2 separate regions of the Mus musculus genome follow, and region 1 is linked to region 2. A link is a contact called in public promoter capture Hi-C data. All regions are on one chromosome and are shown on one strand. Each heading gives the region's core, a stretch centred on a gene start, on an enhancer-like site or on the middle of the called end of the contact. The rest is flanking DNA. Distances are from core to core; before and after follow the strand shown. Region 1 has its middle 3.7 kb from the start of Gm31889. Region 2 holds the start of Rell1 (RELT-like 1).

Region 1 (3,790 bases), core at 1,004-3,503, 910 kb after region 2:
ATCAGGCATAGAGCAAAAGCTTCCTTCTTCATGTCCTTATATAGGCTTCCAGCAGAAGGTGTGGCCCAGATTAAAGGTGTGTCTTCCCACCTCAAGATCCAAATCAAAGATGCGCGTCTTCCTATCTCAAGATCTGGATCAAAAGGCATGTGTCTTCCTAACTCAGAGTTCTGGACTATACGTAGATTTGCCCACTTCAAACCAAGCAAAAATAGTGTCTCACAGGTGTACCCTCCATTTCTGTGTTGTAATTCCTTCCAGATGTGGTCAAGTTGACACCCAAGAGCAGCCTTCACAGTCATGCTGGGAGAAGCTTGGGAAACAGTAGTGCTAAGAGCAGTGTGGGTCCAGCCTAGAGTCTTCTGAGGGGTGGAATACAGCTGGTGTAGAGACTCTATTGCGGTGGTATTTTGGCAAAGAATGTGGCTGCTTTTTGCCCTTGTTCTAAAAATCTGCCTGAGGCTAAATTGATGAGTTTTGGATCAATGGCATTGGCTGAGGAGATTCCAAGACAGCCTATTATTGACTGAGTCCTGTGGTTATTAATAACCACTCTTATGCAGAGCTATAATGAAAAGGAGAAAACTGGATAAAGAGAAATACAAAATATCCAGTTTAAGAAGAAAAGGAGCTAACTCCAGTGCTCAAGGAGATAAAACGTTTAAAGTAAAACCTGATGTTAAATGGAATGAAGGGTGTGGTGACCTCAGGGTGAGACTCCATCCAGCTCAGCTTCCAACCTCTGAAAGGGAATTAAAGGAAAACCTAAGCAGCAATGGGAACCATTGCCCACAGAAAGCTGATGTACATGTACTTGAACTAAGGAGCAAAGCTCAAGACCCATCAAACCACAGAACTTGGCATCTTTAGCCATATGGTTCTAGGTGTAGAGTCAAGAATCAAGAAAGGGGCTGTGGAATCTCCCTGCATGGCCAAGAAAAGCAGTTGAACATGACTAAATAGACAGTGTAGGTTCAAACTTCAGGAGTGTGACCTTGAGTGGTTTATTTCAGGTCTATTTTAGCACAGCAAAAGTGGGGGAAACTGGTGATAATTAGCTCAGTCTTGTGTACTTAGGACTACATTGAAATTCTTTGTAGCGTACACTTGACATCTTTCATAAAGATGAGTTCTATAGATTGAGAGCATGTGACACCTTCCATAAAGATAGGTTCTTCGATTGACAGATTGACATGTTTACAATAAGGATCTGGGGGAAGATCCAGTGTCGTCTTGGCCACATAGATAGTGAAATAAGTCACCAGGCTATTAAATACATCTGTTCCCAGCCTTCTGAGTGGGTAACAGGCTATATAGCCTGTTCTTTGAAACCCTGTGTTTCAAAGACTTGTGAGGGACTTGTGAACACTGCCCCTATGGGACTGATGGCCACACTTCTCATATGAGGGGACTGTGGCTATGTGACAGGGGCCTGGTGCTGGGAGAAGGCAAGGCTCCTACCATCCCTTCAGGGTCCCTGGGGCTTCAAGTCTTAGCTCGACCTTACCAGGCTTCCTCATATGGTCCACCACCGCACAGTTGGGGGTCACTACAACATGAGAAACTGTATTAAAGGGTTGTAGCATTAGGAAGGTTGAGAACCAGTGCTCTAGAGTCAAAGACCCAAACAGTCTAGCAAATTAGAGTATCCGAAAGAAACATCTGAGCAAGACCACCCTCAAGAACAGTCCATCTGTTATTAAGTTCCATTCAACACACACAAATACAGATACACAAACTATACATATGGCACACATGAATAAACTATTTACATACATAAAGGCACACTCTTAGAGAAATATTTACGCACTCACCCCCACACACAAATACTCTCACAAAAGCACACCCTCCAGATTTCACTAACACAAATACACTTACACACAACACTCACCCAACATATTCTCACACAAACAAAATGCCACCCGCATACTCATACACTCACGTGTATATACACACATACAAACACACATTCTCACACATTCATAGTCACAAATGAACACGTTTACACACATTCACACACACGTACAAACACACACACACACACACATTCACCCAAGCATGCCCAAACACACTCTCCCATTTACTCTCACACACATGCAACACTTAACACAAATGCACACACAAGCACACCACACACTCACACACATGCCACACTGAAGTGTAGCAGGCCAGTTTATGCTTCCTTGCAGCCTGGTGACAGACTTCAGGGAGAGCAGCCGGAGAAGCCAGGACTTTTTTTTTTTTTTTTATAAGTTAGCTGCAGGAGTCAAACATTTGGCAATGATCTCACTATTGAGGCCCTTGTGGATTCTGCCCTCCCCCGCTTTGGTTCTCAGCACAGAAAAAAATAAAAAGCAAAACTGCCTCACGGTGGGGAGTGGAAAGTGAGGAGAGACTATGAAACTGGAAAGATCGCTGATTCCCATTTTTGGAAAACTCCATCACCTCTGAGGAGCAGGGACTTTGGCAGCTCCTGGGGTTCATAAAGAAAAGCCATGTCTCCTGACCACAAAATGAGAGAAAGGATGGGTTTTCCATGAGCACAAAAGCTAACAACAGCCCCATTCCGGAGATGCACTAAGAGCTAAGGTGCTTCCGGCGATGTGGGAAAGGAGCAAGCCAGGATCTAGATCACGGGATGGTCTTCAGGGAATTGATGCCAAGCTTGGAGGAGCAGGTCACTTATGTCTATGAAGATACCCGTGGAGAAGTGTGAGCTGTGACTTCCACACTGGCCTCCTGTCCGCAGCCACTGCTGCAGACCCTGGGGTACTGACCAGCCACATATGCTCTTCTGGTTTTCAGTGGTGCTTTTGAGAGAGACCAGTGCTGCTGGGAAACGTTCACACACCCCTACCTATGTGGCGGCCATGGGGTTGAGCCAGTTGAGAAGAGATGGGTGAGGGGTTGTTAGGGAAAGTTCCCAGGGTAAAATAAAGGAAGGGGCACAAGTCATTGTTTAATATTCTACAAGGTCAAATGCTGATGAGAACTTTGTAGCTGTGGAGTTAGACTTGGTGCAGATCCTGACCACATGAGCTTGGATTACTGTTAGTCACCTTAGTAGTTGCTCCACTCCTCTGTCTTTGACTTGCTTACAGTTCCCTTGACTTCTCAAGTATGACCTTTGGATCCTATTACTAGCAGACCACTAGCCTCATCGAAGCAAACGCTAAGAAAACCATCCGACAGCAGCGGAAACCTATTGCAGAGAAGTGCCAGGGTACTTGGTTGGTGCCTTGATTCAGGATGGTCTTTGTTCCGTAACTAGTAAAGTCTCACGTGACTCCTTCCACGGCAGGACGCTGTTTGGAGCAACAGCATCCATGTCTCTGCATCATGGTAACTCACGTTTGGTTCAAGAATGAACTCTTAAGCCACGTTTGCATCAGTTTTGCATGGACAGTCCTACACAGGGTAGCCACTAGGAGTTGCAAAGAGAGGTGTCACGTGTCAGGACCGACTTGTTAGAATTCACTGCTCAGCTGGGCTTGCCTGGGAGAAGAGCTCACTCATGCCGGCTTCACAGGAGTTCTGTTGACTCAGAAAGCACTGGTGGATACCGCTGGTCTAGTTTCACCAGCTCTTTGCAGAAAGGAGACACGGCCTGGGAAATTCAAGTGAATCATACGGGACCACTCAAATCTGCGTGGCACACCATGCCGGGCGCCAGAATGCTTGCTTCCCTTTGACACATGGAAGCAAACAGGGATGCTGAGAGAGAACAAGCAGGTGTCTCTTTTCTTAAGTCGCCCCCATTGTTAAAGAGGCTTTGTTCTCCCAGACTCTA
Region 2 (3,922 bases), core at 397-2,896:
TCCTGATGATGGCTGGTTACATGCCTCACTTACTAAACTGTAACAATCTTGCTCCCAGGTTCATCTTTTCTGTTATTGTTCCAAACTCTGCAACAAGTGATACCACTTACTACCTGCAGTCTCCAATCTACGTTGAAACTATGTTGTAGTTACAAGTCTCGGGAAAGAAGCCCAGGATGCACGGGAAAATCTCCCATCCAATAGAACGAGTCACCAGCTTCCCTTTCCCCTGGGTAGATGGCTGAAGGAAATGCGGATCTGCTAATAAATACCCAGGAGACACATCGTCTATCTATCCTGTTCCCTTGCTAGCTCGTTCTGATGCCCATGAAAAAGTAAAGGACAAATGAGAAGCAGGCTCCAAAGCTCCGAGTGACTAGAACATTCTCCAAAAAGAAGAGCAGCACGTATATTTTATAGAGAAGACAGTCACCGTTGGAAGCCTTCCAGCTGCTTATTATTTGGGCCTGAAGAGGAGCCACCCCTGAAGGCAAGCTTGGCAGAGCCTGCTGACGTAAGAATCAGCCTGTGGTAACCCCAAACGGCCAGGAAGGCTTAACTTTTTTTTTTTAAGTACTGCAGCGAGGTGGCAATTAAGAGGGGGAAACAATTATTAAGAATCCCTGGTGTGTGCCTTATAAAAACAGGAGCACAAGGCAAAGGCGTCCTTAAGTAAAAGGTAGACCTCTTAGATTTCAGTTAGAAACTCCCGCTGATGGCTTGTAGTTGAAGACAGCACTCAGCGTCTCGGCTTGGTGGCTTCCACCCCGACCACAGAGGTTCCTTTTGTGATGACAGGATTTGATACAAAGAAAAAGCAGTATACATTATAGATGTCTTTCCTCTTTCCCGGCCTAATTTATCCAGCATGTATGGGAAGGAGTGAGAAATTCCCGACTTACTAAAAGAATCCATAACCACCTGCAAAGACTGGCACTTTCAAGGCTTTAACATAATGAAAAGGAAAGAAGAAAATAAAGCGAGGAAGGAGGCTGGAAAGCAGAACCCTATCCCGGGTGTCAAGATATTCGCCTGGTGAGGCCTCTGAGGACCAGGACAGTAGAAAGGGGTCCACGGCTAGGGAGAAGGCATCCCAGGAAAGCGACATCCTGAAGAATCCGAGTTGGGGTCCCGCCGTTTTTTAGAAGCGGCGGGGAGGGAAGGCGGGACCCCGGCAGGCGGGTGGGGAAGGACTGGAGCCGCGCTGCGCGCCGCACCCTGCCCGGGCCACCCCGGGACACCCAGATGTTCAGAGCCAGATCCGGTAGCACAGCAGGGCGCGCGCAACTCAGGGCGCGGCGGGGTTGTGGGCTCGACCGACTCGTCGAGCCCCTGGCTCCCTTCCGTGCGCAGACCCAACTCACCAGGCGTCCCGACCAGGACCAAAGCACTCACCGGCGGCCACCAGCGGCGAACTCACAGCGCCTCCCACGAACACTGAAGCAGCAAGCACAGCGGACCCCGGGAGTCCCCACAGAGCCATCGCCGCGTCCCTCTGCCCTCCTCGCCCCGGCCGCGGCGTCCCGGGTCGGGGTAGACGGTGCAGCTCGAGGGCTGCCGGGTGGATTGAATGCAGGAGCTCGGCCCCCGCGAGCCCCTACCCGCTCAGCCTGGACCCGCCAGGACCCCGCCCACCGCACGGAAGCCCCGCCCCTGATCGCCGCGCCCCGGTCCCTTGAAGCCTGGACCCGCCTCCGCACGCATGACCCCGCCCCCGAGTCCAGGCCGCGCCTCTCCTGTCACTCCCGCTTCCCCTCTAAACCCTTGGGTCGCGTCAGCCGCGCGCCCAAGCCGTGGCCCCACCCCGAGCCCCGCCCACTGCTGACCCTCTCCGCCTCCTCTGCTGGGCGGGCTAACCCTGCCCAGCCAAGTGGCGGGTCTGCGCGGGAGCCTCAGGCTGGGGCGGGTTACTCCCTTCTCCTGGGTCCTGGGACTAGTCAGATGCGGGAAGAGGAAGGCAGAGGTTAGGCCAGGAAGCCCAGGATGGAGAGCAGACAGGACCAGCAGTTTCAGAATGGCGCGATGTTTTTTTTTTTTTTCTCAATCGGAGTCTTTACCCAGTTAATTAACCTTCGTTAGTGGTCTAGGAAGGAATGCTACGTTCAAAGTCATGGTTGATCGTTTAAACATTAAGGAGAATAAATTAAAAAAAAAAAACTTTTTTAATTGTCCCCATCCCATTCTGTCTAAGCTACTTCTATTGAGGAACACGTCCCCACACACTGGTTGTTTGCTTGCGTTGGACTGGGTTTTGTTTTAATCATCTTGCAAACACTCCCCTGGAACAATTCTTCAACTTTCCAGTCACTTCTGTCTTCATATCCTCACATCAGCTCGGTAAGGTGAGTATTATCCCCATGTCACCGGCCAGGAAGTGAGCTCATGAAGTCTGCATGACCTGGGCCACCATGATCCATGTATCTCCAGTGTTTGCTTGCAGGTTTAATCTCAGCTCCTGGCTCAAGGACAGCATGCACTAAGAGGGCAGAAGTAGTTGTTAAAGGGGAATGTACCTTTTTCTGACTAGCTTCCTTTTAACTAACCAATAGCCTCGTTTTAACTAATCCGTGGAGACTCCACACAAGGTCCTTAAAGCCCAGTCCTGACAGATGTGAGCTGAATGGAGGGTGGGTCTTCAGCCCCTTCTGTAAACTGACTGGTGGCCTCTAATGCTCAAGGGGGAGTTATTTCTCCTCTCTAACACCCTCCACCCTTCTGTTACAAATAGCAATGATGTGAGAATTACCAGGGAGAGAAGCTGAAGGTTGGAGGCCCTGCCCTTTGAGTCAAAGACAGGAACTATGGATCCTATGCACAATTTGTGGCACATCCTGTAGTCTGACAAATGTATCAAAGGGAAAGGTCTGAGAAAGAATGCAGAGGAAAGACATTGTGCTGGCCAGTTTTTTTTTTGTTTTGTTTTGTTTTGTTTGTCAACTCAACACAAACTAGAGATTTGTCTGAGAACCTCAATTGGAAAAAAATATCTCCATAAGATCAGGTTGTAGGCAAGTCTGTAGGGCATTTTTCTTAATGAGTGATTGATGGGGGAGGGCCCAGCCGATTGTGGTTTCTGTAAGAAAGCAGACTGTCCAAGCCACGAGGAACAAAGCCAATAAGCAGCACCCTTCCACGGTCTGGGGGCCAACTCCTGCCTCCAGGCTCCTACCCTGCTTGAGTTCCCGGTTTGTTTCCTCTGATAATTAAACAGCAACGTGGAAGTGTAAGCCAAACAAGCCCTTTCCTCCCTGTGGTGGTTTGAATAGGACTGGCTCCCATAGACTCCTGTGTTTGAATGCTTGTCCCCAGAGAGTGACACTATTAGGAGGTGTGGCCTTGATGGAGGAAGTAAGTCCCTGGGGATTGGGCTTTGATATCTCAGAAGCTCAAGCCAGGCATACTGGTTTAAGGCTGCCTGAGGATCTGAACGCTCAGCTGCCTCTCCACGGGTGTTTGCATGCCACCATGCTTCCAGCCATGATGACAATGAACTAAAACTCTGAACGGTAGCCAGCCCCAATAAATTGTTGTCCTTTATAAGAGTTGCTATGGTCATGGTGTCTCTCCACAACAATAGAACAGTGACTAAGACACTCTCACAAGTTGTTTTGGTCACAGTGTTTCATCACAGCAATAGTAAACCCTACAAAGTAAGCAATAGAACAAACATTCATGTGGTTATCTAACTATTAGAGGAGAGAATCCTGGGCTTAGAAACTGAAGGACAAATTATCAACAGTCACCAAACCAGCTGCATCACTCATTGGAAATACTGAGCTAAGTGCCGGAAAGGGGTCTGGGGTCCCAGGGAAATGCACACAATCCAAAGCATTTTGGCAACACCAAAAGTTTTGCCTCAGCAGAAGGGTATGAAGCCAGGCCAGATCAAGCTGGCAAGCACACCCAGTGGCTGCCCTGCAGG

The links. Promoter capture Hi-C pulls out the DNA fragments that hold promoters and counts their contacts.
Region 1: a promoter capture Hi-C map of cranial neural crest shows a contact between it and region 2. The contact joins the enhancer-like site here to the promoter of Rell1 in region 2. A contact is called at or near these places in 4 of 39 promoter capture datasets (the 3T3-L1 cell line, cranial neural crest, hippocampal neurons and 1 more), 1 of 484 Hi-C or Micro-C datasets (myocytes) and 3 of 115 datasets of contacts at active chromatin or transcription factors (astrocytes, embryonic forebrain and embryonic stem cells).

What each region holds. Positions count from the first base shown.
Region 1 is chr5:64,873,953-64,877,742 of GRCm38.p6, forward strand. No RefSeq gene overlaps it. Among named protein-coding and RNA genes, the nearest start is that of Gm31889, 3.7 kb to the right of the region's middle. RefSeq lists an enhancer at 2,832-3,790. Within about 2 kb of position 2,254, at least 39 of the 459 cell types and tissues checked have an H3K27ac peak or open chromatin away from gene starts, as enhancers often do.
Region 2 is chr5:63,967,251-63,971,172 of GRCm38.p6, forward strand. It overlaps Rell1 (RELT-like 1), which reads right to left and starts at 1,647. Exons shown (of 7, transcript NM_145923.4): 1 at 1,396-1,647. The coding sequence starts at 1,483.